Regions from separate parts of the Zea mays genome. Here region 1 is linked to region 2. Evidence: chromatin contacts called from public Hi-C data. All regions are on one chromosome and are shown on one strand. Each heading gives the region's core, a stretch centred on a gene start, on an enhancer-like site or on the middle of the called end of the contact. The rest is flanking DNA. Distances are from core to core; before and after follow the strand shown.

Region 1 (4,222 bases), core at 806-3,305, 240 kb before region 2:
TGGAGTCGTCCGTTGCGCTTCTTAGCCGTTGCTCCGCTGGCACACCGGACAGTCCGGTGAATTATAGCGGAGCGGCTCTCTAGAAACCCAAATGTGAAGAGTTTGAGTCGATCGCCCCTGGTACACCGGACACTGTCCGGTGGCACACCGAACAGTTCGTGCATCAGACCAGGGTTATCTTCGGTTTCCTTTGCTACTTTCTTTTGAACCCTAACTTTAATCTTTTTATTGGTTTGTGTTGAACCTTTAGCACCTGTAGAATATATAATCTACAGTAAACTAGTTAGTCCAATTATTTATGTTGGACATTCAACCACTAAAATCATTTAGGAAAAGGTATAAGACATATTTCCCTTTCAGCTACCATACCATAAAATCAACCAATGACTCCTTTCATCCCTAGAAGCTCGTCGGTTTGGTGTGCCTCTTGCTCATCATTAAAGCTAGGCCGATGCTAAGTGCCTGTTTTGGCACAACTTAAAAAGCCAGAGCCCTATCAAACAAACTGCTAAACAAAAACGTTTTCTTCCAAAAAGCACTCCGAGCTAAAAAAGCATAAATCCTGGCTTCATTGGCTCGAGGTGTTCTATAAAATTAATGATAAGTCATTTTTTCCTAATGATTTATGAAATAGCTTTTCCACAAAAAACTATTTTTCAACAAAAATTGAGCTATAACTATTTTTAGACAAGCAAACACACCATAAATAGGCCCATAGTTTTTGTTTGAAAAAGACTCAGTTCAATATTGCTACCTAAAAAGTAGCTCAGCAGTTTCCTGTGGCATCAACATTTCTTACTTCTTTTCTCTGAGACATGATTATTGGCGATTTTAAAATACGCTCGCTCGGTGACAGCTGACTGTATACGACGCTTCACAACTTCCTATGCATATTTCCTAAGCTAACCCTGCGAACCTTACACATTTCAATTTAATGTCACCTAGGGTGGATCTTAAATAAGGCTATCCATAGTGTAGGTTACTTTAGAGCTGCTCCAATAATTATATATAATTGTACTAACTAAATCTTAAATTTAGCAAGTCCTTAAATAAAATAAGAAGTAAAAAAAACTCATCTCATCTAATAGTTCTCTATATATTACTTTCTAAATATGTTAAAACTTGTCATGTCACCGGTTTTGAGTGAGACCAATCATTTCTCCCTTTTTGTTTTCATCTTCCTTTGGTAACTCAATCTCAAAATTGTGACCTCGTCACGTCAACTGATTCAACACGATGTGTTTGCATTTTGATTTCTTGCCACAATTATTTGTTTGTTTATTCTCGACCTATGCATGTGCAATTGTGGCATTATCTAACATTTAATCTCTAGCTTTACTAGCTGTTGCAATTGTGCATCTCCTGCTGTCGACACATGGGCTCTGTAGAATGGAGAAAGACGTCGAAATAAAAAATGCGCCAATATTATGTTTTGGGAGTTGGTAAATAGTTGTCAAATGTACGGAGAAAACAAGGCTAGACGAGACATAACTAAATTTAGTAAGTTTATTTACAGAACTGTTGGGGAGGAGTTTTTGGATTAACTACCTAAATTATTGATTTAGGAAGTATTTTAGAAAAGTATTGGAGTTGCTCTAAACTTTAGCACTACCCTTTTAGTATGTATGTTTGGTTCTCTACGTGGTAAATTTTAGCAAAAAGTGTTGTGCTAAACTTTAGTGCGATGAAAACAAACATACCCTATAAGCAGCTAAACACTCCATTATTATGGTGATTAATAGCTCAAGTTTAAGCACAAGAGCATAAATGAACTTTGTTCTCGTACCACGTTTTCTCTTTATCTATTACTATTGGTGTACCCATGTTTTGAACCAGTATTAATTTCCATTCTCATCATCATCAATTAAACGGAGGAGTTATTGAAAATTTTCCCAAACTCATAAAATTGTTAAAATCTCAGTCACTACCTGTCACTCATCCTCCTCCTGCTGGTGTCACTGTTACTCATTCAATTGGCAGCTTCTCTGACCTTTCTTAGTTTAATCTCTTCTGCAGCAGAACAAAACACCTCCTTTTCCCTCTCTAACCAGTAACCAGTCGTCCCAAATCCATCAGCAGTTCACCACTGAGCAGTAGCACCCGTCTCCTCTCCTCTGCCCAGTGCCCATGCTTCCCCCGTTCCATTGAAAGTAGCAATCAACACTGTCTCCTCTCATCTCTCCACTCGCACTATTCCCAAGCTACAGCCCTAATCCTGTCTCTCCTCATCTTTTCTCCCTCTGCCCTCTTTCGCAAGATCTCTCCTTCGTATTCTCTTTTCGCTTTTAACTCCACGGCAGTCCCTCTTCTGTCACGAGCCAAGCCGAGCGCAGCCAGCAAAAGAGAGCGACGCCGCCTGCACCAAAGCTCGGATTCCCGTCTATTTTACCCCCGCCCCCGCCGACTCACCGTCGCAAGATCCATCCGCAGGTGTCGGCGGCCCGCGGCCCGTGCGAAAGATGGTGCCTTTCCTAGGCTCCCCAGTGTTCTGTCATCGTTTCTTGGCCCCTATCTAAAGCGGCGGTTTCCAGGGAGCTGCCGTCCCCGCCCAATTCAGCTGAGGTGGCGGCAAGTGGGTTTAGGGCTCGATTCAGTGTGTTGGGTCGTGTCTGACTCTGACCCGGTGGGGAGCGGTGGTTCTTGGCTAGTTCTTGAGCTGGTTGCGGCGCTTATCCCTCTTCCTGGAGTTGTTGGATTGGCTTGGGGGAAGCAGATTCTTGCCACCGAGGGTCCAGCCTAGCGAGCTGCTGCTTCGGTTATCGTAGAGGAGTTTTCCTTTTGTGTTCGGTTGGGGGGAGAGAGATGGTGCTCTTGCGTTCTCTGGATTGAGCATTCCGATTGGATTTCGGCGTTTCGTGCGGCTTCCAGTCCATGGAGGATTTGGGGCTGTGGAACCAGGCGTGGATGTGGGTGCTGTCCCAGAAGCACATCCTGGCGTGGGCGCACACGGCGGCGTGCGGCAGCAGGGAGCGCCTCGCCTTCTTGGTCGATCGCCACTGGCCGGCCGTGTCCCGGGGCTGCGCCACCTCCTCGCGCCTCACGCTCGCCGCACTGCGGCAATGGCGTGGGTGTATGGCGCGCGGGGTGCTGGCGGTGGCGAGCCTCGGCCCTGCCGCCGTCTTCGTCATCCTCTGGAGCTTCTTCGTGTGCATGACCTCGCCGGCGTGCGCCCTCTACGCGCTTCTTAGCCTGGTTCGTGCTCAGCAAATCCTACTTGCCTTGTTGCTTCTGGACTTTAGCTCAGATTTGATTTACCGGATAAGGATTTTGGGTGACGGATTCTAAATCTTGGCATGTGCTGCTTATCCAACTTTGCGTTGCATGTGAGGTTACATTTCTTTACGAAAGTGGTTAAAGTGTTGCCTGATGGATGGTGAAAAAAATAGGATAGGATGGCTCAAACTGTGCCACCACTGGTTGTCTTCATGTGTTGCTGCCAAATGTTTGTGTGAAGCTTTTAGTAGTAAGCTTCTTCTGTGATATCTCAAAGTAATATCTATGAACCGTTCACTGCGTTTTCAACTTCTTTTATACTACTAGCTAGTCCTATCTAGTTTGTTTTGCTACCAAAAACATGATTCTTGCAACTTAGTAGTAGTAACATATGTGAACTGCTCACTGCGTTTTAAGCTTCTGTTTGGTTTGGTACTTTGGTTTGCTACCAAAGTTATTAGGATGGTGATGAAACACAACAGTTGGATGAATATGACCTGACCTAGTCCTGTTATAATATGAACAACGCAGTCCTACTTTGGTATAATATGACTGTGTTGTTCATATTATACAAGATTTGATTACGGATATTTTCATTCTGACTGCGTTGTTCATTGTCATCAAATGTACTTGTATAGTATGTAGCTTTTACTTGCAAAAAGTATCTGCAGGTATGTTGTTTGCTAATTTTTTAATAGCTCAACATTTCAGGGTGCTGCTGCTGCAGTTGTTCACTATATGGGCTATACACCTGGCCTTCTCATTGTTGGGCTGTTTGGCATATTGATTATGTGGATGTATGGCTACTTCTGGATTACAGGAATGCTTCTAGTTGCTGGAGGTTTGTTTATTTAAACTTACAAATCTGCTCCTGAGAATGCTTATATTTCCTACAAGTCTCTAACCTGTTTCTTGTTCCCCTACTAGTCATATTTATTTGACTCTAAACCTGATTATAGGCTTCTATGTGTTAATGCAGGTTGTATGTGCTCTTTGAAACATGCTCGAT
Region 2 (3,807 bases), core at 899-3,398:
ATTATTAATTGAATATGTTCTAATTGAAATAAACTTCATGTAACAAATTTTAAGCTAAAATTAGTTATCACTTGTTCATTTTATGATAGCTTATTAATGTATTGATTGTCATTTACATGATGGATTATTTGTTATGTTGATGTTAGTGGGTATGGGAAACCCGTTGGGTACCCGAAACCCGCATGGGTATGGGTTTGGGCAAAAATTTATACCCGTCGTGGGTATGGGTTTTTTAGCGGGCGCATTTTTTCTTCGCGGGTATGGGTTTGGGCAAGTAATACCCTGCGGGTTTTTACCCATTGCCATCTCTACCTAGATCTCATAGAACTAGACTCAACTAAAGGTATATTCTTATTTCACTTGTTCAACAATTTTTACTTCAATTTGCCATTCGTAACTCATTATTTCTTTATTCCAGATTTTATTCTCTATATGGCGTTTGTTTGTAAATGGATTGTAATCAAGATGACTATTAAATAAGGTATTTTTCAACATCTATTGTTTATTTTGTAGCTACAAGTTATTTTATACTGTGTTATAAATTTTATTTTTTCTTGCGTTAGCAACACCTAAATTTTCTAGCGTCCTCCGCCACTGGGGACGATGATTATGACAGTTATAGATCATCGTTTAACACCTAATTATGGTTTCTCGTACGGATCAGAAGAAGCTGAGAAGTATGTCATGTGTGGGGTAAAAGGGACGAGTATTATACTGCTACCGTACCATTACGGAAGATATTGATCCATTGTGCATTGTGCATGCTTAGTGCAACTATATATTGCATTAATCGAGGTGCTACTTTGTCAACCATTAAATTTATTGGAGTGATACAGAAACATGATCGTTACACAAGTACATCGTTCGAGATGCCATCACATTGACATTGCAGGTAAACAAGAGCTTACCACTCGTTAGTGAGAGTGAAGATGCAAACACATGGTTGAGATATGCTGCGATGTTCAGTGATAAGTGGTTGTCAAAAAGATGGTTGACTTTGTTTTGTGTTGACTAACACTCCCTCCCTCAGTTCCACGATAGATGATTCAATGATAAGTGGTTTTCAAAAAGATGCTTGACTTTGTTTTGTGTTTGATTAATACTCCCTCCGTCCCACAATACCTGTTACTTCTTTATCTTTTTTCCATATTCAAATACATGATAATAAATCTAGATACATATATAAAACATATTGCATGAATCCATTAACACCCTAAAACGAATACTATTTTAGAACGGAGAAAGTATTTATGTGAGCATGGTATGTGCAACATCTCTTAGTTTGTAGTGTAAAGATGGTCACCGACAAAGGTGAAAATCAAATAGGTTCGTGTCGATAAATATGAAATTTGATCTTCTCGTCGAAATTCTATTTTCTGTAGCATATGAAGGTCCTGTTTGGATCCTCCTAGCTAATGTTTGTCAATTAGCCCGTAAATAATTAGATGGCAAACATTTAGTCATGGGATATTTGGAGTCTTAGCTAATAGATGTCTAAGACATAGTAAATATTATGTGTTTTACACTGCATTGCAAACAATTATTCAAAAGAGAAAGTAAAGAAACTGACGAGGATCTCGAGGATAGAGAGATCGTCTTTTCTCTTTTTATGATCTACCGGTAACTATTAGCAAAGTCAAACGGGTACTAGGCAAACAATTAGCTTTTTGGCTAACAATTAACTAATTTATTAGTCAACCTGTTTTAAAACCAAAGTGCTAAAATTAGGTCATGTATGAAAGCAATCTAGTTTTTAAGGAATCAATTTTTATTTTTTAAGCTAGGAGAAGCTAGCTTCTTGGTTTTTAAGAAACCGTAAATTCAATTTTTATAAATTAAGATATAAATCAGTTTCTATAAATCAGTTATTAAAAACTGGTCGGAAAAATGTTTGTCACATCAAACAGACCCGATCACCCGAAGTATACGAAACAATCCACGTCAAGATTTTATGTGAGTTTTCTGTTCTTTGGAGAAATTTTTTTGAATTTTTTCTGTCCGAGCATATCCCTGCAGCAGTGGCGCGGGCCGCGGGCGCCTGTGACCGCGTGAGGTCCAACCAAGCAGGCGCCGTCCCGGGACGACGCTTCACCGTCAGCGTCGCCGTCTTCCTACCTGTCTCTTGCCCCAGTCCGTCCCGTCATCCCGTGTGAACCACTGAACCCACGCCAAAGCAGAGCAACCACCTCTCTCTCTCTCTCCCACCAGGGAGGCAGGGACCGGTCTCCACAGTCCACACACACACAGAGGAACCAAGTCACGAAGACGAAGAGACAAGGGAGCGGTTGCCCGGCGCTGGTTTCCCTTTCCCCGATTCCCAGTTAAGCGCAGCGATTTGGCGTCTGATGATTGCGCAATCGAGCAGCGGCGCGGGGAGGCAACAGGACGCACCGAAAAGGGGGCGCCTTTACAGGACACGGGCCTCGCCTTTCCCTTGAATCTCGCCGCGCCGCGCCTCCTTTCGTTTTCCCGCCCGTCGCGACCTTTGCAACTGCAACCACAGCGAGCGAGCCACGGAGGGGGCAGAGCGGAGCCAGAGGTCTCTGACGCGGCGCAGGATCGCGGCGGCGGAGGGGAGCAAGCAGAGGAGGCCAAGAGGTCCGAGGGCCTCGCCGAAGCGCGTGCGGCGTAGTCCGCCTCTGTCCGTCCGGGTCCGGCAACGGCGGCGAGATGGAGGCGGCCGCCGACCTGGTGAGTTCTGCACTTCTGCTCGCCAACCCTCCTCCCGTTTCAGCGCCACGGTGCAGCGCAGCCGCCAGCGACCGATTCGTTTTCTTTGTCTTGTTAGATTGTTTTTTGGTTTGCTTCTGGATTTGGTGTGATATGAGCAGAGGAATATGCATGTGCAGATGGCACAGTTCATTCATATTCCTCTTGCGTTGGTTGGCACTTGGCAGGCTGGCTGTGGTCCACAATCCGCTGTCTTTTTTTTCAGTACAATTAGATCGTCGCTTCGCCTTGAGGGGTGAACAATTACTGGAACCGCCGGTGGTCAGTGCTAGATTAGGTTAGTGGTGAAGTCGCAGTTGCTTAAAGAGGGAGATGTTGTGTGAGCATCAATCTTGCTTCTTGCCGCGGCAAATTACTGTAGGTCGTGGGGTTGGGGTAAATATTTGGTCAACGTCGCATGCTACTGTGCCAGTGTCCGCTCCTTCATACAAAAAACCTTACCTTTTGCTACATCGCTATAGTTTTACACGGGTTGGACAACATTTTCTGCAACCTTCTTTTTTCAAGTATGTATTAGGTATGCTAACAGGAGTAACAGCTAACTGCTCATCATTCTCATAGTAGGGTACGAGAACGATGATGAGCCTCAGCCCTCAGACCACATCCTCTTCTTTTTTTTTAATGGAGAAACCATGTTCCAGCCTTTTGCATCAAGGATACATATGACTTCATAGTACAATCAACATAAACAATCCAACTATAGTAAAAACATCACATACTCAACCCAACTAAAATAAAAATATCATAACACAGTTTCTAGCATTACATCTCCAACCATGTGTTGCAAAGATATCCATTGCCACTATTTTCATTGCACGGCAAACATCTTTGATATCTTGGTGTAAATCCTATTTTTGCAATAACCTCCAAAATCTGAGCCAGTAAGACCCCTTAAAAATCACCTGCATGATTGAAGGTATCTGTTTTTTATTAAAAACTATATCATTACGGTATAGGTAGATTGACCAAAACATGGCTGCTACCCCCTATTAACAATTGTTTTTGTAAGCAATCCTTTTACTACTTTGCCACATCCTTATAATATGATTAATATTAATGGGTCTTTCTATATTTAGA

The links. A called contact is a pair of places that touch in the nucleus more often than the background predicts.
Region 1: a Hi-C map of tassel shows a contact between it and region 2, with 3 times the contacts expected there. The contact joins the promoter of LOC103650497 here to the promoter of LOC103650495 in region 2. A contact is called at or near these places in 3 of 25 Hi-C or Micro-C datasets (ear, leaf and tassel) and 1 of 3 datasets of contacts at active chromatin or transcription factors (seedling).

What each region holds. Positions count from the first base shown.
Region 1 is chr3:124,569,007-124,573,228 of Zm-B73-REFERENCE-NAM-5.0, reverse strand. It overlaps LOC103650497 (Chaperone DnaJ-domain superfamily protein), which reads left to right and starts at 2,055. Exons shown (of 9, transcript XM_008676083.4): 1 at 2,055-3,192; 2 at 3,925-4,054; 3 at 4,193-4,222. The coding sequence starts at 2,872.
Region 2 is chr3:124,325,393-124,329,199 of Zm-B73-REFERENCE-NAM-5.0, reverse strand. LOC103650495 (WPP domain-associated protein) reads left to right here and starts at 2,148. Exons shown (of 5, transcript XM_008676081.2): 1 at 2,148-2,691. The coding sequence starts at 2,671.